Regions from separate parts of the Zea mays genome. Here region 1 is linked to region 2. A link is a contact called in public Hi-C data. All regions are on one chromosome and are shown on one strand. Each heading gives the region's core, a stretch centred on a gene start, on an enhancer-like site or on the middle of the called end of the contact. The rest is flanking DNA. Distances are from core to core; before and after follow the strand shown. Region 1 holds the start of LOC100274450. Region 2 holds the start of LOC100275453.

Evidence for each region. A called contact is a pair of places that touch in the nucleus more often than the background predicts.
Region 1: a Hi-C map of tassel shows a contact between it and region 2, with 5 times the contacts expected there. The contact joins the promoter of LOC100274450 here to the promoter of LOC100275453 in region 2. A contact is called at or near these places in 2 of 25 Hi-C or Micro-C datasets (ear and tassel).

What each region holds. Positions count from the first base shown.
Region 1 is chr4:199,898,656-199,901,375 of Zm-B73-REFERENCE-NAM-5.0, forward strand. LOC100274450 reads left to right here and starts at 1,329. Exons shown (of 8, transcript NM_001148809.1): 1 at 1,329-1,588; 2 at 2,353-2,462; 3 at 2,668-2,720. The coding sequence starts at 1,555.
Region 2 is chr4:199,512,587-199,515,487 of Zm-B73-REFERENCE-NAM-5.0, forward strand. LOC100275453 reads right to left here and starts at 1,607. Exons shown (of 7, transcript XR_004857919.1): 1 at 1,199-1,607; 2 at 1-551. LOC100274463 (putative protein S-acyltransferase 7) reads right to left here. Exons shown (of 5, transcript NM_001148822.1): 4 at 2,891-2,901; 5 at 2,120-2,792. The coding sequence ends at 2,349.

The DNA of each region.
Region 1 (2,720 bases), core at 79-2,578, 390 kb after region 2:
TGTTATGTGGAAACCACTAAAAGCCGTTAAAAGTTCTTCGATATATGTTTTCACAGTTCCATCCAAAAGCCACTAAAAACAGGTCAAGAGATGATTTCAGTTTTGCACTGCGAGAAAGTCAGCTTTTAGAAAAAGCTGCTTTCTGGATCCAACCCTTTGGTTTGGCTTTTGGCTTATAGGGAGAAAAAGTCAAAGCCAAAAGCTAAACCAAACACACCCTAAACACACGTTTACTATGCCTTAGTGCCTTAGAGAGAGGCAGGCGAGGCTAGGGATGGCAACGGGTTTAAAACCCGCGGGTATAGAGATTACAAACCCGTACCCGCGAGATTAATGTTAAACCCGTACCCGCTACCCGCGACGAGTAGCGTATGTTACCCAAACCCACTACCCGCGGGTTTATGGCACCCGCGGGTACACCCGCGGGCACAATACCCACAAGTTGTCATATTATATATATACATACATATATACATACATACATACATATATATATATATATATATATATACATATATATACATACATACATACACATACATATATATACATACATATATACACATATACACACACACATATATATATATATATATATATATATATATATATATATATATATATATATATATATACATATACATACATACATATATATATACACACACGCGCGGGTATGCGGGTTTGCAGGCACGGGTACAACATTTTCATACCCACGAGAAAAAACCCGTCGGGTTGAGAATCAAACCCGTACCCGTACCCACGGGTATAAACTCACACCCAAACCCGCACCCTATAGGGTTTTTACCTGCGGGCACGCGGATAAAATGTGCCCGTTGCCATCCCTAGGCGAGGCGAGGCGGTAGGCGTAGGCATTGCAGCCGCGACAGTAATTAGGACGAGATAAAGCCCCCGTTTGTTTCGGCTTTTCGCAGCTTCTGGCCACCAAAAGCTGTTGCGGACTGCCAAACACTCAGCTTTTCAGCCAGCTTCTATAAAATTCGTTTGAGTAAAAATCATTCAAAATCAATATAAACATATAATTGGTTGAGTCGTCGCAATAGTAGTAATCCATCATTTTATAGATCCTGAGCTCCATGGATAACTTTATCTTCCTTCGTACGTAATCCTAATGATACTCAGATTCTCTATACAGCCAGATTCTTCTCACAACTAGATTATCGGAAAAGCCGGTAAAAAAAATCTGAACCAAACAGTCTAAATGGGCGCAATATGGCAAACATGCCATATGCGCCTCGGCCCGTTGCTCCGTTCTGAGTTGCCCCCGATCCGGCCCACCTACGTGTTCCAGCTCACCTCCCGAGTCCCGACGACCGCTTCGTGCCTTCGTTTCGTCCGTCCCCTAGTCCCTACGACCCTACTCCCTCCCGCACGCCACCGCCCACCAGCGCCGCCGAGGGGCAAGGCCGAACCTTTCTCCGTTCGCCGAGGCGGAGCACGCCCTTCCAGGCCAGCTTCCACCGGAGCAAGAGCTAAGTCGCCTCGAATTCTTCCCAGCTAGTAGCGTGTGCCGTACCCCGTCGCTCAACCGGGATGGCGTCGAGTGGGGATCCGCCCGGATCTGCTGGTGAGCGCGCGCTCTCTCTCGCTCGCTTGTGTTGTATTCTACTCTGTTCCGATCTTTGTTGTGCTTGGAGAATCGAGCCCGCATCTTCCTCTGTGGATCGACCTGCTGCAGTTCATCCAGTCAGTTGGGGTTTTGTTTGCTGTGTCTGGTACAGTGCTACTCCAATCTGCTTGTCCATGCCATGGTTCGGACCTTGCGCGAGCTCGATCTTAGTGTTAGGGTGTTTGTTAGGTGAATTACTGCTGCCGCTAGCAGTCTGTCTGCCGAAAATCGGAGGATCAGTTGTACCCTCACGCCCTACTTAAGTCCACCTCTGCACGCAAGGGATGTCAATGGCATTAGTTTTGTAGCTTCTGCAATTGATCGATGAGAATTTGCTAATTCGTTTGGCTGCCCACTGGTGGGCCGGAGTAGGAAATATAAGTGGCCTCTTCAACTCAATTTGTCTGTTAAATTCCTAATGTGTTAGGTTTCTGGGGGAATTCTAGTGTTTACAGGTGTCGAATCTGGTGTGTTTGACCAGATTTCTGGTGCATTTGACTGGATTACTTTGGTCTGCCTTATCTTTTTGAAACATATAGGTAGTGTCCTTCCATTCTAATAAGGTTAAAGAAGTTCAATGGTATCATGTTGACTCAACTACGGATTATTTATGAACGCACCAAACTGTTGTTCAGTTTCTTTCAATGGCTTTCATTTTGCTTTGGTGTCATAGTTAATTACCACATGACATGTGTTTTTGTCTGCATCGTTTTATTTTGCAGATGAGAAGAAAACTCCAAAATCCGAAGGGTCTTCCGACGAACGTCAAGGGCTTCCTCCAGCAGGCTTTTCAAATCCTTTTGATTTTGGTTCTATGCAAAGTTTGCTCAATGTATGCCCCTCTATGGCTATATAAAATCTGTAGTACATAATGATCTTCCTAATTACTTTTACAGGATCATGTTGTTCACTGAGTCACTATCAATGCATTATTGTAGTTTTACATGCTTGCACTCTAGCTTTATCAGAATCTGCATTACCTTTCATTTAATGGACCCTTTGCAGGTTGCTTCAAAGTTTACCCTTGTTATGTGCAGGATCCATCTATTAAGGAGATGGCAGATCAAATTGCAAGGGATCCTGCATTCAA
Region 2 (2,901 bases), core at 357-2,856:
GGAGCAGAATCGAGAACTTGTCTTGCAGTTGTTGGATAGCTACAAGACGAGTACATGTTGATAAGAGAATTAAGGACAAATGTATCTGAAACCAAGCCAAGTTTGACAGAAAGGGAATGAAGCTGGGCACCAACAGAAACAGATGGGAGGCGGGCAGTGGCATAGAAAGCAATGTTGAGGGAGTAGCTATCGAGGGTCATACATCCAGAATGGCGTAGCAGGGCGAGTAAATCGAGGGATAGAGATGGGAAATGCCCCAAAGAGAGAGATCGGAGGACAGAGTGGACAAGGGGGAGCTTGAGGAGAAGACCTGAAACAATTGACTGGGAGAGGAGGAGGGGAATATGGCAATGGGAGAGTCGTGGGATTAAAATTGAAAGGGCATATTTGTGTTCAGGAAAAGAGCTTTTGGCAATGCAGAAGGCTTTTGACTTCCCAACAAATATTTGTGAAGGTGCACCCATTAAAGCCAATGGAGTTGACAAGCGATCTGTTGCTGCAGGCAAGCACGCGCTTGGAGGATATGGGGAACTGTCACCCAACACTGAAACCTACATTGCAAAGGAACCCGACATGAGAGACCAATACATCATGTCTTGCTGAGTTTTCAGACAGTTAGCTATTTTTCAATACGTATCACGGCCAAACACTTCAGGTCCAATGCACAGGAACTCTGCGTTTTTATAGCTTGGCAATAATTAACAGCAGTAGTTTGTGACTCTATGGTGGACTGGTGGAGCGGCACGCCGGCACTCAAATGGACCGGCGTAGCCGCGTAGTCAGGAATTTGTGAAGCTGAGGGAAAAATTCAAGTATCCACAGCAGCAGCCATGACAAGTTTGGCCATCTGGGGATCCAGAAATGGCACATCATGTTTGAGGAACTCAGAGTGATCTTGCGATAGTTCCTTGGCGTTGAAGAAGCAGCATTTCTGGATGGCTGGTTTTCGACAGGAAACAGAGCAGCGTAGGAATCAAACTATCACAAAGTGAGCATGCGCACGCGCAGCTGCTCACAGCGGCCGGCGGCTCGGCAGACGGCAGGCACTGCACGGGCTCACGCCTCACAGAGAAAGCAACAAATCCGGCGCCGCTCACTCGCTGCCCCGACCCGCAGATTAGCGAGGGCCAGACGAGCTGGTGAATCGAACAGAACGCTAGCAGCGAGACGTTGAGAGAGAGGGGGAGGAGGTGCCTACCTCAGGTCCTCCCTTCCTCCGAGGCGAGGGGCTCCGGTCCTCCCTGCCCCCGAGGCGACGAGCTCGCCTGCCTGGTCGCCGTTTGTCGGCCTTGCCAAGCGCCGCCGCAAGCAGCGTCGGAACTGCCAGGCTACTAGCAGATAATGGGCTACGAGCTAGCTGGGTCTTGTCCCGTAAGTAAATAAGCCAGCCCAAAACTTTCGAAGACCACCAATGTCACCACGCTGCGCTCGTCGGTTTGGACTTTGGAATTCAGCAAGGCGGGGCGGGGGACGGTGAAGGTTCGGCGGGCCGCGGGCCGCGGGCGTGAACCCTGGGCGGCTGGGCAGGTGCGGTGCGGTGCACTCCTGGGCACAGCGTCGCGTGCGGCAGCGGTGGGCGGAGACCGACTGAGAGTGAGCTCACCTGTTCGTTGTCGTGGCGAGCTTGCATTGGCTGGCTGGCTCGTAGACCATAGCGAAGCCTTTCAAACGACGGCGTCGCAGCATGACAAAGATTTCAGAACACGATAGACCTCTACATTTTGCACAAAATGAAAGAGGAATTGAAAATGAAGTAGTGTTATGCCAAAAAAAAAAGTTCAAACCTACAATTGATACTGTTTATTGATAAAATAAGACCCTATTTTAATGTACTATTGTTAATAGTTAGCTGTTAAAATTATCTAAATAATTGATTTTACCTAAGTTGCATGAGAATCAGAGGGGTTAATGTAGATTAAATCTCTTCCTATTCAATTTTCAGTAACAAATGATTTAATTCCCTTCAATCCACCCTTATCTGAACAATATCTAAAGATTTAGCGCAAAAGTGCAGAAATTTGATCGCTTAAATGAATGCATAGCCAAGTTAAATCAACAGATTACACCTTCAACAAAATCAGAAGCAACACTGCCACACCACACATCCAATACATCACATAGACTAAGAAGTCCAAACCAGATGTGGATTCATCATTTCTATATCGTCAAGGAACATCTTTCACTTCTAACTCAAGTCTTGGCTAGAAATGACACCCAAAACAAACTAACCAATGCCTGATTCACTCTACCGTCCGTTTTGTCCTACTTCACTTTCTTCTTTGCAAGCTTTTACCAAGTTTGGGGCCTGGAGGAAGGCCGAAGAGGTGGTTTGTGACGTGGGAAACTTCCTACGAATCATCATTTGTCCGCCGCTCAATCTTTTTCCTCTCACTGAGCCCACCTTCCATGCCAAACTCTTCTGCGAACGCCTCTATGTCAGGTGACATCTCAGAGCAGCCCTTCCGGCCGACAAAATGCGGCGGCTCGGTGCCACATCTCTCCAGCCCCATAGCACTGCCGATCTGGCTGTGCAAGTCTTCAAAGTCCTCTGCGGCCACCGCTTGCCTTTTCATGCCCATCTCAAGGTCCACGCTCGTCTTGGGTGGGCTTAGAACCCGTCCCATACTGAGGGATGACGCGAAGGTCGAAGAATCGGCCTTAACTTTTGCTCTGAAATCGTGTTTTGAGCTGGGTATCCTTGAAAACAAGACGTCGATGAAATTCTGACCCACTCCAAGGTTGTAAGGATTTGTTCTCCGGTCATAGCGGTATCTGAAGTTCTCATAAGTAGTCTGAAAAACGTTTTTTTCATGAGATTTCAATCTGCTAGCTTGCTAATAAACTGCAAAGCAAATTAAATGTTACTCCAGTTACTCAAGAATAGTCTTACCTGATTTGTAG